Regions from separate parts of the Canis lupus genome. Here region 2 is linked to region 1. Evidence: chromatin contacts called from public Hi-C data. All regions are on one chromosome and are shown on one strand. The core of a region is the stretch at or near the end of the contact, and the rest is flanking DNA. Distances in the headings are between cores, read along the strand shown. Region 1 overlaps XRCC4 (DNA repair protein XRCC4). Region 2 holds the start of XRCC4 (DNA repair protein XRCC4).

Region 1 (7,574 bases), core at 2,917-5,416:
TCAGCTATTGGCAATGTCAGGAAATAATACATTATTCTTTATTTTTGTAACAGTGGAGTATTTTTATTACTTGTAGTACCTATTACTCTTTCCAAGAATGCTTCATAGCCTTACACTCTTCTTTTCCTCAAATCTCTTTAATTATTAAAAAACTGAAAAATTTTAATTGAAGTATAGTTGACATAGATTGATTTCAGATGTACAACATAATGATTCAACAGCTAGAAGCACAATGCTCACCATGGAAAGTGTCGTTACCATCTGTCATGCAACAAAATTATTACAGAATTATTGACTATATTCCCTAAGCTGTACTTTTTCATCCCTGTGACTTATTTATGCCTTGTACTCTTCCTTGATAAACATCATGAATCAAAAATCTTAAAATCCATAAAAATTATTTTAGGGCTTAATATTTCTTGAAACAAAATATACATTTCAGAATATAGTTCTGTATTATAAAAGTCACATTTTTTTTTGTTTTTGAATTTTTACACTCTCTTCAATGAAAAACTCTTATTTTTACTTTAAGCCTCAGTTCACATCATCTAAGTCGTAGCTTTATGGAACCTGATCACCCAGAGCTCATGCTCCACCCCTGTACTCCCACTTCCTTGCCTGTATACCTCTGATAGGGTTCTCACTGCACCATTATTATGTGTTTTTGTGCTTGTCTCCTTCACTAAATGTTGCACACCCCAGTATATTCACTTCCTATGACTGCTACAGTGAATTGCCACAAATGTGGCAATTAAAAACACCGCACATTCATTCTCTCACAGATCTGGAGTCTAAAAAGTCTGAAATCAGTATAACTGGACCAAAATCAACATGGTGGCAGGGCTTGGCTCCTTCTATATCCACTAGGGAAGAATTTGTTCCTTGCTTCTGCCAGTTTCTGGTGATGGCCATATTCCCTGCCTGGCGGTCATTATCACTTTAATCGCTGCCTCTGTGATCACATTGTCTTCTCCTATGTCTGTCTCAACTCTCCCTATACTTACATTTCATAAGGTTACACATAACTGCATGTGGATCCACCTCAATACTCCCAAATAATCTCAGGACATTCTCAAGATGCTTATCTCCATTACATCTACAAAGTCTTTAACCATATATGGTTAACATTCACATATTCCAGAGATTAGGACATGGACCTCTTAGGGGGCAATTAATCAAGTTTATCATACTCAATGAGGAAGAAGTATCTTAATCATGTTGATACCTTTAGTCCTTGCTATATTACCTGGTACAGAGCAGAAGCTATATCATTGTTGACAACCAAATACATACATAATTTCACTGATGTTTTAAATGCGTATAAATTCATGCAAAATTATGAGTTTACAGTGTTTATTAGAATTCAGTATTGAGAAAAACTGACCAGAGACTTTAATAGGCTAATAGTAATGTTTTTAGTGGCCATATATAGTGAATAACTAAATTTGTTTTATAATTAGATTCCCATTTAACATTTAATAATATTCAAAAATTACAAAGATATCAAATAAGATAAAATTCTCCAGACAGCACAATTTATAAACAATTAAGTAACTCTTAAGTCTGAAAGCATAAAACATATAATAAAATAAGAAATAGCTTACCAGTACAAGCTTATTATTTTTCCAATTAAAAATAAAATGCACATATTTGCAGTTACTATCTTTAAAAGGGTTGTTTTATTTAAAAATCATAGATACTAGATAATGAAATGTTCACTAATTCATTGAAATCAATTGGATCTCTTGAAGATTGAATATAAATGCCTTTGGTGAATGTCTAGCTGGTCTCCTGGTCTTTGTATTATTTTCGTGTGACTTTATTACGGATAATGAGGGACAGTATCACAACACAGTACAACTTCTTTGCATCTTGATCACGGATGATAAATGTCCATTCTTTGGGGAACATTATACTGTATCTCTGCGATTATATTATGATCCTATCTGTATTCTTCAGTTCCAATTAATGTATGAAATAAGCCCTCCAGACCTGTGCCTGTAAGGTACATAGATCTAACTCCTCTCATACTTTATTTTATGAGATATCAACTTATTCGTATGTTTGTTCTCCAAAGTGTATTTAAGATTGACACCAACTTGAAAAGTAAAAGTTAACTATTAATGCTATTAATAAATACTTGCTGTGGCTTAATAGAACATACAAGGCTATCATGAAAATAATTTAATCTGTTTTTTAAATATTAATAACATAAATGTTTCCATGAAGGAGAGGAATCTAGAAGCTCTGAAAACTCTTATTGTCAAAAGAGTGAGGGATTTCCTTGATATGTTCTGCTATGTCACTTCAAGATATCTGATGAAATTTGTGGCAAATTTCACAACAGTACAAAATTGAAGTGAAACATATAGGTTTATTCTAGTCATGATGCTCAAAACTATTATTTACTGAATTTTGAAACAACACTGTCTACTGAAAGCTGTTATCATCTACTTAGGAACTATTTCTCTTCATTTTGGGTACAGTGAATCTAAACTACTACACATAACAATTTCAGTTTACATTTAGAACCTTTTTGTGCAAATGATTTTCTCTCCCCAGGCCATGTATTACCTAAAAATGGTGTTCAAGAATAATTACCAAAGTAGAGGACTACATTAATTTTATTGTTTTGTTAGAACAAGAGGTAGGATTTATCTATTTTATATAGTTCTTTTTAAACTGATGTCTACCATATGCTATGATTATGTTTTCAGCCTTTTTAAAAAGTTTTATTTATTTAATAAAATAAATACACCCAACATAAGGCTTGGACTCCCAACTCTGAGATCAAGAGTCACATACCTCCCGACTGAGCCAGCAAGCACCCCAATGGTTATGCTTTAAGTAACATTTACCAAAGGAAAGCCTACAGTCTTAGGGGATATCTGAGAATTAAAAGGGAAATATCTAGAGCATGGATGTGATTAAACAATAAATGATATTTTGAGATTATATTCTTGTCTGGACATAAGACGTCCAGCAATTCCTTACTCATAAAGGTATTTGTAACAACAAATAACACACAAAAATTGCCATCTTTATGAAATTTATATTTCAGTGAAAAAAGAGACAAAATAAATTGATATATATTAGATAGTGAAGTATGATATGAAGAAAAATTTGAAAAGGAAGTAGAATGGGAATAGGATGGGATTACAATATTACAGTGTGATCAAAGATGGTCTTCCAGAGAAGTCAAAATGTGAGCCAAAGTGTGGAAGGTGGGAACAAGCTGATACCTAAAGGAAAAACATTCTAGGCAGAGGAATGCTCATGCAGAAGCAGAACTACTACTTTTGTGTTTGAAGAATGTGCAGGAGTCTGGTGTGGCTGGAGCAGAGTGAGCACAAATTAGCTCAGAAAGGGAGATGGGCAGGCAGGTAAAAAGGAAAAAAAAGTTGAGCATAAAAATCCTGTAGCATTAGACTGATGGCACATGTCATGGAAAAGCTAAAACAATGAAATACTGTGGAGCCATTCCCAAGAATGGGTTAGATCTGAATGTGTTGATATTAGAAGAACTCAATGGACAGGGTAAGTACCGTGTATATGCCATGATCCCATTTTGTACATGAATATGTATGTGGTTTTGGTGTTAGAGACAGGTTTTTTAAGAGGACACGTAAGAATCAGATAATCTAAAGTAATCTTTAGACAGAAGATCCAGAGGTGAGGCTTTTAGATTTCAATGTTCTACTTTTCTGTACTACCTTTTTTTTTTTTAATTTTTATTTATTTATGATAGTCACAGAGAGAGAAAGAGAGAGAGGCAGAGACATAGGCAGAGGGAGAAGCAGGCTCCATGCACCGGGAGCCTGATGTGGGATTCGATCCCAGGTCTCCAGGATCGCGCCCTGGGCCAAAGGCAGGCGCCAAACCGCTGCGCCACCCAGGGATCCCAGTACTACCTTTTTAAACCATCTCTCTATATACATTATACTTTATAAAGACCAGAAAGAGAGCTGCATGTGCATCTGCAGCACGGTCTCTCCAGTCAAACCTCAACAGTTGCCAAAGGCGTTGTCTTTTGCCCTTTGGATGCCATCTCAGCATCCTGAAATAAACACTGCAAGTGTTGTTGCCTAACTTCCTTTCACAGAGCTTATCCTGACAATCTTACTAAGTCATAACGTCTTTACTAAGAAAGACTAGTTCCTCAATTTGAGCCTCCTGGCTACTTAGCAACCACATCAACCTTAGCGCTTTCCTTACTAAAACCTCTCCCCACAGACTGGTGTACCAACCACCCAGAATCACTCATATGACAGTTGTCCCTCCTGCCTATAAGCTGTGTCCTCCATCATCCAGAAATGCATTGTCTACTCTTCTCATAGAAAGTCTCTTCTTTCAAAACTCTCCTCCCAAATGGAGACTTGAATTCATTTCCAACTTATTTTTATCACTCAGAACTTCTAAACATACTTTATCCTAAATTAACCATATGTAGGTAGCAGTTCCTTTTGCATTAAAGCACATATTCCCTGTAAGAACAGCAGAGTTTTTCCTTTCTTTAACATTATTTCATTTGAACTTATGTGATTCTCCCTAAACAGTAATAGGTGTTCTATTCATGTTGTTGCATTAACTGACTTAATTTTATTAATTCGTATTGCTTAGAAAATAATTCTATGAAAACATAGGGAATGATGGAGCCTAGAATGATCTATAAATAACCTCAAACCCTTTGCAGTAAATTCTGTAGATTTTTCTGCTCATCATTCTGGGTTAAATTTTTACTACTGTAAAAATTGTAATGCTAAAACCTCTTATTTCCCAGTCTCTTCTGTAAAACTGTTGAGATATTTGGAAAATGAAAATGCAACAAAGGACATCTTGACTCACCGTATCGTTTTCCTTTCCTCTCTGACAGCAAAATCTTACTGGAGAATAACATGCTTTTCTGTAGCTGTAGTAGTTCCCATTTTTTTTTTTATTTTTTTTTTTTAGCTTTCTGCTGTGTCAAAAAAGTAAGTTGTCCTAGTAGAGGTGATAACCAGAATATATATTCCTATGATCATTCATCCATTTGGAGGTTATTACACAAAAGAGTTTCCTGGCAACTGGACTAGAGTTACGGTAGTAGAGTCTTGTGTTCTGATAGCAGCCTAAGGTTAATCATTCCTAGAAGCCCATGGCCCCATCCAGGCTTTCCAATGACTTTACGAGCACCTAATGCCTTACATATATTAATCTTCCGTGGCTAATTATAACAAACTTGATAGCTTACACAATAGAAATTTACCCTCTTACATTTCTGGAGACACAAGTCTGAAATGAGTCTTAAGGGGCTCAAGTCAAGGGGCTAACAGAGCTATTTTCCCTAAAGAAGCCCTAGAGTATATATATTTCCTTGCTTTTTTCAGTGTCTATATCTATATTTCTTTCAGCCTTTGACTCATGTCCCCTTCCTATATGGTCAAAATCAGTAGCTTAGCATCTTCTCTGACACTTCTTCTATCACAGAGCCTCTTTCTCCTTCTAATAAGGATACTTGGACCTGCATATAGGGCTCATCTGGATAATCCAGGATAATTTCTGCATCTCAATATACTTAATTTAATCAGAGCTATAAAATATATTTGGCATATAAAGCAACATTCAGAGGCTCCAAAGATTAGGACCTAGATACATCTTCGGGAACTAATTCAGCCTACTACATGATGCTCTCCTCTTCCACCTAACATCATATGGCGGTAACATATTCACAGGTCCCAGGCAGTAGGAAAAGTTGATATCTTTGAGGGGAGGAGGAAAAGGAGGAGGCATTATTCTGCCAGCCACAGAAAGGTATAATAAATAATAAATAATAAATGTGAGAACATGACAACAAATAATAGAAGTTTTTATCACCTTCTCCATATCTAGCCCATCCTTCCTATTTAGCTCTTCTTGCTGCTCTCCTAAGCTTCCTGCTACAGTTAATCAAATCTAAACAAGTGACCAAACTGCCTCCCTGCCTTTGCTTATCTTGCTCAAGTAAGTAGAATGGCCTCCTCCTTCCTTTCCACACAGCTTTAATCCTCACTCATTATTGCAGTGACCAACACAAATCCTTCCTACTTCTTAAAATCTTTCCCCCATTACTTCAGCTTAAAGGAAATTTTGGGAAATCCTGTAGTGCTGCATTTACCCCTATAAGATTTATGACCATGTGTAGTTTTCTTCACATATGATCACATCTTTATCCCCATCAGAAAGAAATGTAAGCTTCCAGAGGTCAGAAAATCTATTTTGCATTCACAGCTAATTTGCCATTCCTGAATATACCAAAAGAAAATTTATACAACTAAGCTCCAAGAATTGGCATATAACATTGTGTAAATTTGAGGTGCTCAACCCATTGGTCTAATATATTTATACATTAGAATATATTTCCTATCTATAGAATATGTCTAAACTTCTTATAACACAAAAAGTTAGTTTTGAAATTTTTATTAATTTGCTGTTTTACCTTTGTATTTAAATCAGTCACCAATTGTAGAGAGATGACAGCAATGGTATATGAAAGTTCTTATTAATTTGAAACATTTCATCTTAAAAACACAATTAGAAATATACTTACTGATTTTTTAGGTTTAGGAGATATATATTTAATAAGAATCTTTTCCTATTAGGTAAAGAATGTCCCAAATAATTATAAGTACTTACATTTTCTTAGAATGTAAAGATAAATATTCTCAAAGAGAGCTTTCGAATTAAGGACAAAAAACATGTTCAAAAGTGTGGAGAACTTTTAGCATTGGCCTTTCTCAGGAAACCAGGAAACTACTTTACAAATGCCTATATTCATATATTAAACGAGATTTTTATTTTCTCCAAAATACAAATGGTCAAAAGTCGCCAATTTCTATGATATTAACTTAATCCCACACATATATTTTCCATTCAAATATCTCACACCTTGTGTCTATGCTTCCATCCATTAATCTCTCCATGATATTTATGTCTATTATATTGAAATAAATGGACTGCTACAGTGAGTTAATGCTTTCATAGTAATACAACTACATAAGAATTTCTCAGTGATCCAAATTTCATTTTATTGGTGAAACTCCTTCTTTAAATGAAATCTTGTAGAAATCATCTATCAAACAAAATATAAAAAAGTTGATCTGCTGCAGGAATGAGGGAGAAGCGGTGGGAGGAAGACCCACTTATTTACCACCAGCTACCTTGGTCCTCCAAAATATATTTGACAAATTTTTAGGGCTTTATGAAATATAGTTGGAAAAAAGGGGAATAGATAATATACTTTAGTAAGACACAGAGTATACCACGTGCTTCATAAAGACTTCCTTTAACAAAAGTTAAAACATAAAGTTCAATTATTTAGTACTCCCAAGTTATCTGATCTAGAATTTTCTGCCTGGAATTCCATATGGTTCTAGGCAGCCAATCTCATACAGTTTGTGTGTAGAGAGTCGTATATACAATCACAAAATGCCTCCTGGCTTTCACCCTACTTTTGAAGCACTCTCTCTACAACTTTCTCTACAACCTTCCAACAATGTTCTATACTGCAACTAAAAAAGAACTGCTTTCTGCCTCTCACCCACAGTTTGTGTTTTCCT
Region 2 (7,574 bases), core at 2,667-5,166, 190 kb after region 1:
CAGACAGTGCTTTAGAACTTGACATAAGGAAACAAAACAAATAATTCTTTCCTTTTTAAAATTTGTATTTTAATAGATAAATGACAAAAAAAACACATAACAAATATGTAAAATATATAGTATGGTGATACGTGCTATGGTAAAAGGAGAAGATAAAACAGGATAGAGAAAACTGGAAATACAGAGGCCTGTGACAGGAGGGGGATAGTTGCAAAGCTACAATTTTAAATAGGACGTTAAGGTAGGCTTTATTGAAAAGGTGGTATCTGAGCACATACATCAAGGAGGTGAAAAATTTAGTTGTGTGGATGTCTAGGAAAAAGCATTCCAAGCAGAGGAAGCAGCCAGTGCAAAGGCCCTAAGGCAGAAGTGGGCTTAGTGTATTTAAGAAACAAGGCAGCCAGTATGGCTGGGACAGAATGAGAGGAAAGAGAACACAAAGGGCAGAAGTCAGGGAGGTAACAGGAAACCAGATCATGTAGAGTTTTGTAGGCCAAAGTCAGGATGTTAGCTTTTATCGTGAATCAAGTGAGAAGTCATAAAAGGTCTTAAAGCAAATAAATAATTTATATTCCTAATAAACTTTTTATTTGGGAGGAATACTGAATGTATGGGAAAGCTGCAAAGATAACACAGCCCCCATATACACCTCACCCAGTTTCTTCTAACATTAACTTCTTATATTACTGCAGTGCATTTACCAAAACAAAGGAACAAACATTGGTGCATCACTACTAACTAAACTCCAGGCTACTTATTTGGATTTTACCATTTTTTTCCTGTAATATCTTTTATCTGTTCCAGGATGCAATATAGGATAATCTGTCACATTTAGAATCTTACCTCTTAATACAATTTCTTACTTGCATTTAAAAAGTTTCATTCTGGCTATTGTGTGAAAATAGATTGTACAGAAGCAAGGATTGAAGAAAGTTAAGGAGACCAGCTGGAACCCTATTACTGTTAATCCAAGCAAGAAATCATAAGAGTTAAAACAGACATCCCAGAAACAGAGGATCAATGTACTAACAGCAGAAATAGTAGCAAACGGTTAAATTCTATATATATTTTATGGAGAGAGTCAACAATGGATTTGCTGATGGATTTGGTGGAATATAAGAGAAAGTAGAGTCAAGAATGACTCCGAACACTTAGCTTTGAGCAACTGGCTGAATAGAGCAGCCAGCATCTGAGATGAAAAAGAATGGGACAGGTTTGGGGGAAAAGGAGTTCAGTTTGTGCCATGTGGGTTTGCAATTACTTTAAATAAACAAATGGAGATGCAGAGGTAGGCAAATGTATACGTGAGTCTGGAGTTCAGGGAGGGAACTAAGAGGCCATTTTCCTTTTAAGAATAATGTGCTATCCTGTATTAATACTTTGTATAAAATGATTCATGGGGCACCTGGGTGGCTCAGAGGCTGAGCATCTGCCTTTGGCTCAGATCATGACCTCGGGGTCCTGGGATCCAGTCCTACATTGGCTCCTTGCATGGAGCCTACTTCTCTCTCTGCCTATGTCTCTGCCTCTTTCTGTGTCTCTCATGAATAAATAAATAAATAAAATCTTTTAAAAATATATTTTAAAAAGTCATTAAGACTTGATGATATCCTCAAAAGGAAGTGTAGAAAGAGGAAAAGAAGCAAAGATTGAGCCCTGGAACACTTCAACAATGAGAGATCAGAAAGAATAGAAGGAAGACGGTTACAGAAGGAAAACCAAGAGAGTGCAATGTCCTAGAAATCAGTGAAGAAAATACAACATGGACAAGGAAGTGATAACTGTGTCAAAGGTTACTAATGGCTCAAATACCGCAAAGACTGGGAATAATCAACACCTGGAGACAGCTGGTGACACAAAGTAAAGGATGGGGGGGGAGGGGGGAGCAAAAGCCATTCTGGAATGATCTCAAGAGAAAATAGAAAAAGAGGAACTGGGGTTTGGAACATAAAGTCCTTAGAGGATTTTTGTTCAGAAGAGCAATCAATGAACGAGCTCAGAAGTGGAGGAAGGGGGATCCCTGGGTGGCGCAGCGGTTTGGCGCCTGCCTTTGGCCCAGGGCGCGATCCTGGAGCCCCGGGATCGAGTCCCACGTCGGGCTCCCGGTGCATGGAGCCTGCTTCTCCCTCTGCCTGTGTCTCTGCCTCTCTCTCTCTCACTGTGTGCCTATCATAAATAAATAAATTAATTAATTTAAAAAAAAAAAAAAAGTGGAGAAAGGGGGCAGCCCGCGTGGCTCAGCGGTTTAGCGCCGCCTTCGGCCCAGGGAGTGATCCTGGAGTCCCGGGATCGAGTCCCGCGTCGGGCTCCCTGCATGGAGCCTGCTTCTCCCTCTGCCTGTGTCTCTGCGTCTCTCTGTCTCTCATGAATAAATAAATTCTTAAAAAAAAAAAAAGTGGAGAAAGGTTAGGAGAAGCATTTCTCGGGAGCCTGGGAGGCTTAAGTCCCAGGGTCCTAGGATCACACCCCACAGCGGGCTTTGCGGGGTGCCTCCCTCTCCCCCTGCTTGTGCTCTCCCTGCCAAATGAACAAGTAAGATCTTTAAAAAGAGAGAGAGAAGTACTCCTTAAAGAGAAATACCATGCAGGTCAAACACGGGTCTTAATCTAAACGCCACGGAGAAAGAATATAAAAAAAGAGGGCGGCGAAGGGCAAACACCAGAACACGAAGACCTAACTTCAACTACGGAGGCTAGTTGAGGAGCACAGAAAACAAGCGGTTAAGTAAAACCACTGCCTTTTAATGTATGTGACCACTAGTGAATTAAAAAAAAAAAAAAAGAAAAAAAGAAAAAGAACGAACCCATCAACACTAGCTGCAAAGTAAAAAAAAAAAAGGGGGGGGGGGGTGGAGGCGGGAGGCCGACTGGTGGTTAAAAAAAAAAAAAAAAAAAAGGATGCCACTTTGATCCAAAAGCCTTCCAGGGAGGCCCAAGAAATGTGCGAACTAGACGCGTCAGAGCACCTGCTGCTCCATTCGGTCTCTGCAAAGACAGAGCGGCTGGAATATGAAGCCTCATCCAGTGGGATCATCAAAACTAAAAGAAGCTAAATACTAATACTAATACTAACTGATTAAAAGAGGAAGCTGAGGGGCAGCCGGGGTGGCTCAGCAGTAGAGCGCCTGCCTGCGGCCCAGGGCGTGACCCGGGTCCCGGGATCGAGTCCCGCGTCGGGCTCCCTGCGTAGAGCCTGCTTCTCCCTCTGCCCCTCTCTGTGTCTGTCATGAATAAATAAATTAAATATAAAAAAAAAAAAAAAAACAAAGAAAGAAAGAAAGAAAAGAAGAGGAAGCTGGCCTGCGGTTCCTGTCGCTGGTGGACCCCTCCTCCGGATACCTACGGGCCTACTGAGGTCAGCGAGGGCAGCTCCACTGGTCGCCACGGCCCTGCCTTACCCCAAGGCCTCGCACACTCCGGGCCCCAGAGCAAACCCAGGGGCAGCTTAAGGAGCGAGGGCGCCGAGGGCAAGGAGGCCGGCGTCAGGGTGTCACAGCCCCGGGGTCCAGCGCCTACCCAGCGTCACGACCACCACAGCGCCCCTCAGAGGCGCTCCGCAGCCTGAGGAATCCGCCGGGCGCGAAGGGAGACGCTGAGGTGCCCAGCGTGCGCCCAGGTCGGGGGAACCAGGCCTCCCCGGGAGCTCCCCCGAGCTGGCAAACCTCGCGCACTGAGGAGTTCTAGAACCCCGAAGTTAAAAAAAAAAAGAGGAGGGGGGGAAGCAAGACCCCAAAAACAGGCCAGGACGGCAGATTCCTATCCCTGAAACACGCATCTCCCACTTCCGGACCTTACCTCGCCGCTCCCCCACTTCCGGCCTCCTCCGAAAGGCCCGCGCCTGCAGACGGCCCGCGGCGGCCAATGGGAGCGCCGCCCACGTCCGCGCGGCGCGTGACGTCCGTTAAGTCCCGCCCCTTCCGGCAGTGAGGAGCCTATCGCGGCGTCCGAGTGGCGCGGCTGTGGAGGACGTGCCGCGACAGGCCCAACCGGACAAGGGGCGGAGAGGAGGGGGCTGAGGGCCGGCGCGGGGCGGGGGCGCACGCCTCTTCCGCCCCGGGCCCGGAAGGGTGATGTGGCTGGGGCTCCGCCGGCCTCACTATGGTAAGACCGGGGGCTGGGGGGTCGCCGCCGAGCCTCGCGAAGGGGCCGCGGGCGCGAGCCAGGGCTGGAGGGAGGGCGGGGAGCCCCGTCCCTGGCCTGACCCCGCCGGGCTCGGAGGCGCTCAGGCCCGGGAGCCGTGTGGTGCCCCCGCGCCCGAGAGGCCCCGCGGTGGCAGGTGCCGGCGCCTCCCGCACGGCCCCCCTTTCTCATTTGTTTCGAGGAAACGCGCCGGTTGCCTTAACGCTGTGGTTTGCGTAAGACTCGGTGTGGGCCCTGACCCTGGGGAGGCGTGGAGGCCTCGAGATCGCGCTCGTCCAGGGCCTGGCGCAGGGGCTGCGTTGTGGCCCAGGAAACCCCGAGCTGCACACCCCTCCGCCCCAGTTTTGTCTGTCGAGTCGGGGACCACTCAGGCCCCCGGTCGGCGATCTTTGCTTGCAGAAGGGGTTTTCCTTCTAGGAACGTGCTGGTGGGGTCTGGCCTTCCCCGCCCAGGCTTAGGGGTGGGTGTATGATGTTGTGTCACTGCAGATTCCATGGGTAGCTGGGGCCTCTTAGGAAAATTTAAAACGAGTCGTGAAAAGTCTTCAAAAGAAATGCATACATCTCCTCCAGGCAGGGGGGAAGAAAGAAAGAAAAAGAAAAAAAAAAAAAAAAAAAGGCAAATGGTGCCCGGCCTCGAGGACAGAGGACAGATGCCGTGTCAGGAGTAGTGGAACCTCCCACGTTGTGTCTGAAGGCCCGGGGACACGCGAGCGGCCTCTACACCGGGTGAATCCACCACATCCACAGGCCGAATGTTGCACTGATGAGCATGTTTCTGGGGGAAGGATGCGGATCTTTTTTTTTAAAGATTTATTTATTTATTTATGAATGAATGATAGACATAAAGAGAGGCAGAGACACAGGCAGAAAGGAGAAGCAGGCTCCATGCAGGGAGCCCAACGTGAGACTCGATCCCGGGACTCCAGGATCGCTCCCTGGGCCAAAGACAGACGCTCAACCGCTGAGCCACCCAAGGATCCCCAAGGATGGGGATCTTTGATCACAGTATCGAAAGCAACCATGACCAACCCCGCCAGGAAAAAGCTCTTGTGAGGTGGGAGTTACCCAGCTTCTGTTTGTAGAAGTTCCCGCAGAACTCCATACCAACACTAAACACTTAGACATTTAATCGAAAACTCATCGTATCTTGCTTTCCCCCATCTGCTTTGGTTCTAGATGGGGCATAGAAAACTGCCTTTGCTGGAGAACTTTACCACTTAACAGAGGAAATGGGAGTCTGCTGGCAGGTTATGCCTTCCTTAGCCCAGAATATGCTCCAGCTCCTTTGCCTCCCTACCACACAATCGGATCAGTACACTTCCGCTCGGTAGTGTCATTAGCGGACTGTTATTTAACTTAGAGAATTGTGGTTCCTCTTTCAATTAAAAAAGAAGAAAGACTTATTCTTTTTTTTTTTTTTTTTTTAAGGGTAACCTCTTCCCAGAAATCCTTCCCTGCCCTTCTATTTTCTTCTGAGTCTCTTTTCATGTATACAACGATTCCAGGGTCCCTCCAAGCATAGCTCTTAACCACAAAAAAAACAGCAATACATTGTTGCGTATATTTCTTCCCTCTCTTGCTGGAGTTTTCTAAAGTACAGACCAGGTCTTTTAATGGCAACTAGAGAGACTTTACACATCTAAGGAAACAGAGTCATGTAAAAGATGCTCAGTGCCTTTAAGGACTTCATAGTCCACTGGGGGAGATTATTAAATCAGTAAATTCCATGTGTTGTCTGCTACAATAAAGAAAAACAACATGTGTAGTGGAAAGAGCTTTAAGAAATTAGGTGCAGGGATGCCTGGGTGGCTCAGTGGTTTAGCACCTGTCTTCAGCCCAAGGCGTGATCCTGGAGATTCAGGATCAAGTCCCACATCAGGGTCCCTGCTTGGAGCCTGCTTCTCCCTCTGCCTCTGCCTCTGTGTGTCTCATGAATAAATAAATAAAATCTTAAAAAAAAAAAAAATTCGGAGCACAACCAGTTCAGTCCAAATTTCTGGGCACTGATAGTTTTTAAAAGCTTCAAGTGATTCTTAAAGAACAGCCAGGCTTCATACCATTTGACTCCATATATTAAGAAGTTTGTCCCACTTATCAGTCTTGGTCGTTCCCGACTGCATGGTCGGAACACTTTTCTTCATAATAAGACTTGCACTTTGTCCTTTGGAATACTTGTGTCTTATCAAATTATCAAGAACATGTCAAGTATTTATTGCTTTTTGTAAATCCACTGCTTATCCTAGTTCTATATATGCTTTCTCCTATCAACTCTTTGATCCCCTTGTTGCTTTATATTTAGATCTCTGGTATCTATAAAATCGTTCTGAAACTAAGCCACAGAAACATAGCAAATGCATTATACGTACCATGACAATGAGATGAAAGTAAGTACAAATGACCACCTACGTTGCCAGTGGAGAACAGAACTGAGTTGCTTCTACTCTGGGCTACAGCTTTCCTCATAGCCTTGAAAGTTCTTAATTTTAAGTGGAAAGTGTAAGTAGAAAAGGTCTCTACATTTTTTAGACAAGACCAATAAGATCAAATGACTATTTCATCCAGCTCCTCCTTTTATAAGTAGAGGTGCAGATTTATTCAAGGCAAATTTATATACTGGATTATTTCCTAAATAATGCAAATGTTTAATGGCCACTGATACTGAGACAGGTTTTCAACATCAAAACATTAGGCAATCCTAGTTTTTTGGTTTCAAATTAAACCAAGATAATTTGCATATCAGGTATAATTTCAGTGCTCCCTTATAGTAAGCAACAAAGGTTGAACTTAGATGCTAATAACACCAAAAGAAAACGTCAATAATTCTGTGTGAATGGAAATAGTAAGTGACTTATCTTGGGCAAGTGGGGGTGGGGGGGTGTTTGCTGTTTGCACATTTATATACAGGTTTCATTTATCCCTGCATTTCCATGTTTCCCATATTAAAAGATAATAGTGATACGTATAAGTTTACAAGTAGAAACTAGTTAGAAAATGCTGGCCTGACCTAGATTTGTAAATGATAAAATGCTGACCCACTTTTGTAGTGCTGGGTAATTTTTATCACAATTAGGTCAGGAATATCATTTCTGGGTCTCCTTCCACCTCCAGAGAAGGATAAATGTGTAAAAGCAGTAAGTCTTAAAACGAGTAAAATTGTTACTATTTGGGGTTTTAAAAGTTATCTTTGGTATTAAATTCTTGTTTTAAAGTGAATTCCAGTTAAACTGGAGGAATTTAATATGTCAATTACTCCCTCATAAGAGGCAATCAACATTCCAAGCTCCCACACGGTGTTATATGCATAAGGAAGACCGTTCATCAATGGGTTAAGCAATTTGTTTTGATAATGCTAAAAATAAATAAGCTATGTGGAGTTCAAGTGATCCAAGACTAATGAAAATACTGTAGCCGTAGTCTTTTCTGTAGATTAAGT

The links. A called contact is a pair of places that touch in the nucleus more often than the background predicts.
Region 2: a Hi-C map of blood shows a contact between it and region 1, with 3 times the contacts expected there. The contact joins the promoter of XRCC4 here to the enhancer-like site in region 1. A contact is called at or near these places in 2 of 9 Hi-C or Micro-C datasets (both in blood).

What each region holds. Positions count from the first base shown.
Region 1 is chr3:24,471,080-24,478,653 of UU_Cfam_GSD_1.0, forward strand. The region is part of intron 7 of XRCC4 (DNA repair protein XRCC4); the gene reads right to left. Among named protein-coding and RNA genes, the nearest start is that of VCAN, 120 kb to the left of the region's middle. Within about 2 kb of position 4,167, at least 1 of the 20 cell types and tissues checked has an H3K27ac peak or open chromatin away from gene starts, as enhancers often do. A contact at or near this core is called in blood, where this site is marked.
Region 2 is chr3:24,659,539-24,667,112 of UU_Cfam_GSD_1.0, forward strand. XRCC4 (DNA repair protein XRCC4) reads right to left here and starts at 3,917. Exons shown (of 9, transcript XM_038532412.1): 1 at 3,795-3,917. TMEM167A (protein kish-A) reads left to right here and starts at 3,941. Exons shown (of 4, transcript XM_038532415.1): 1 at 3,941-4,100. The coding sequence starts at 4,098.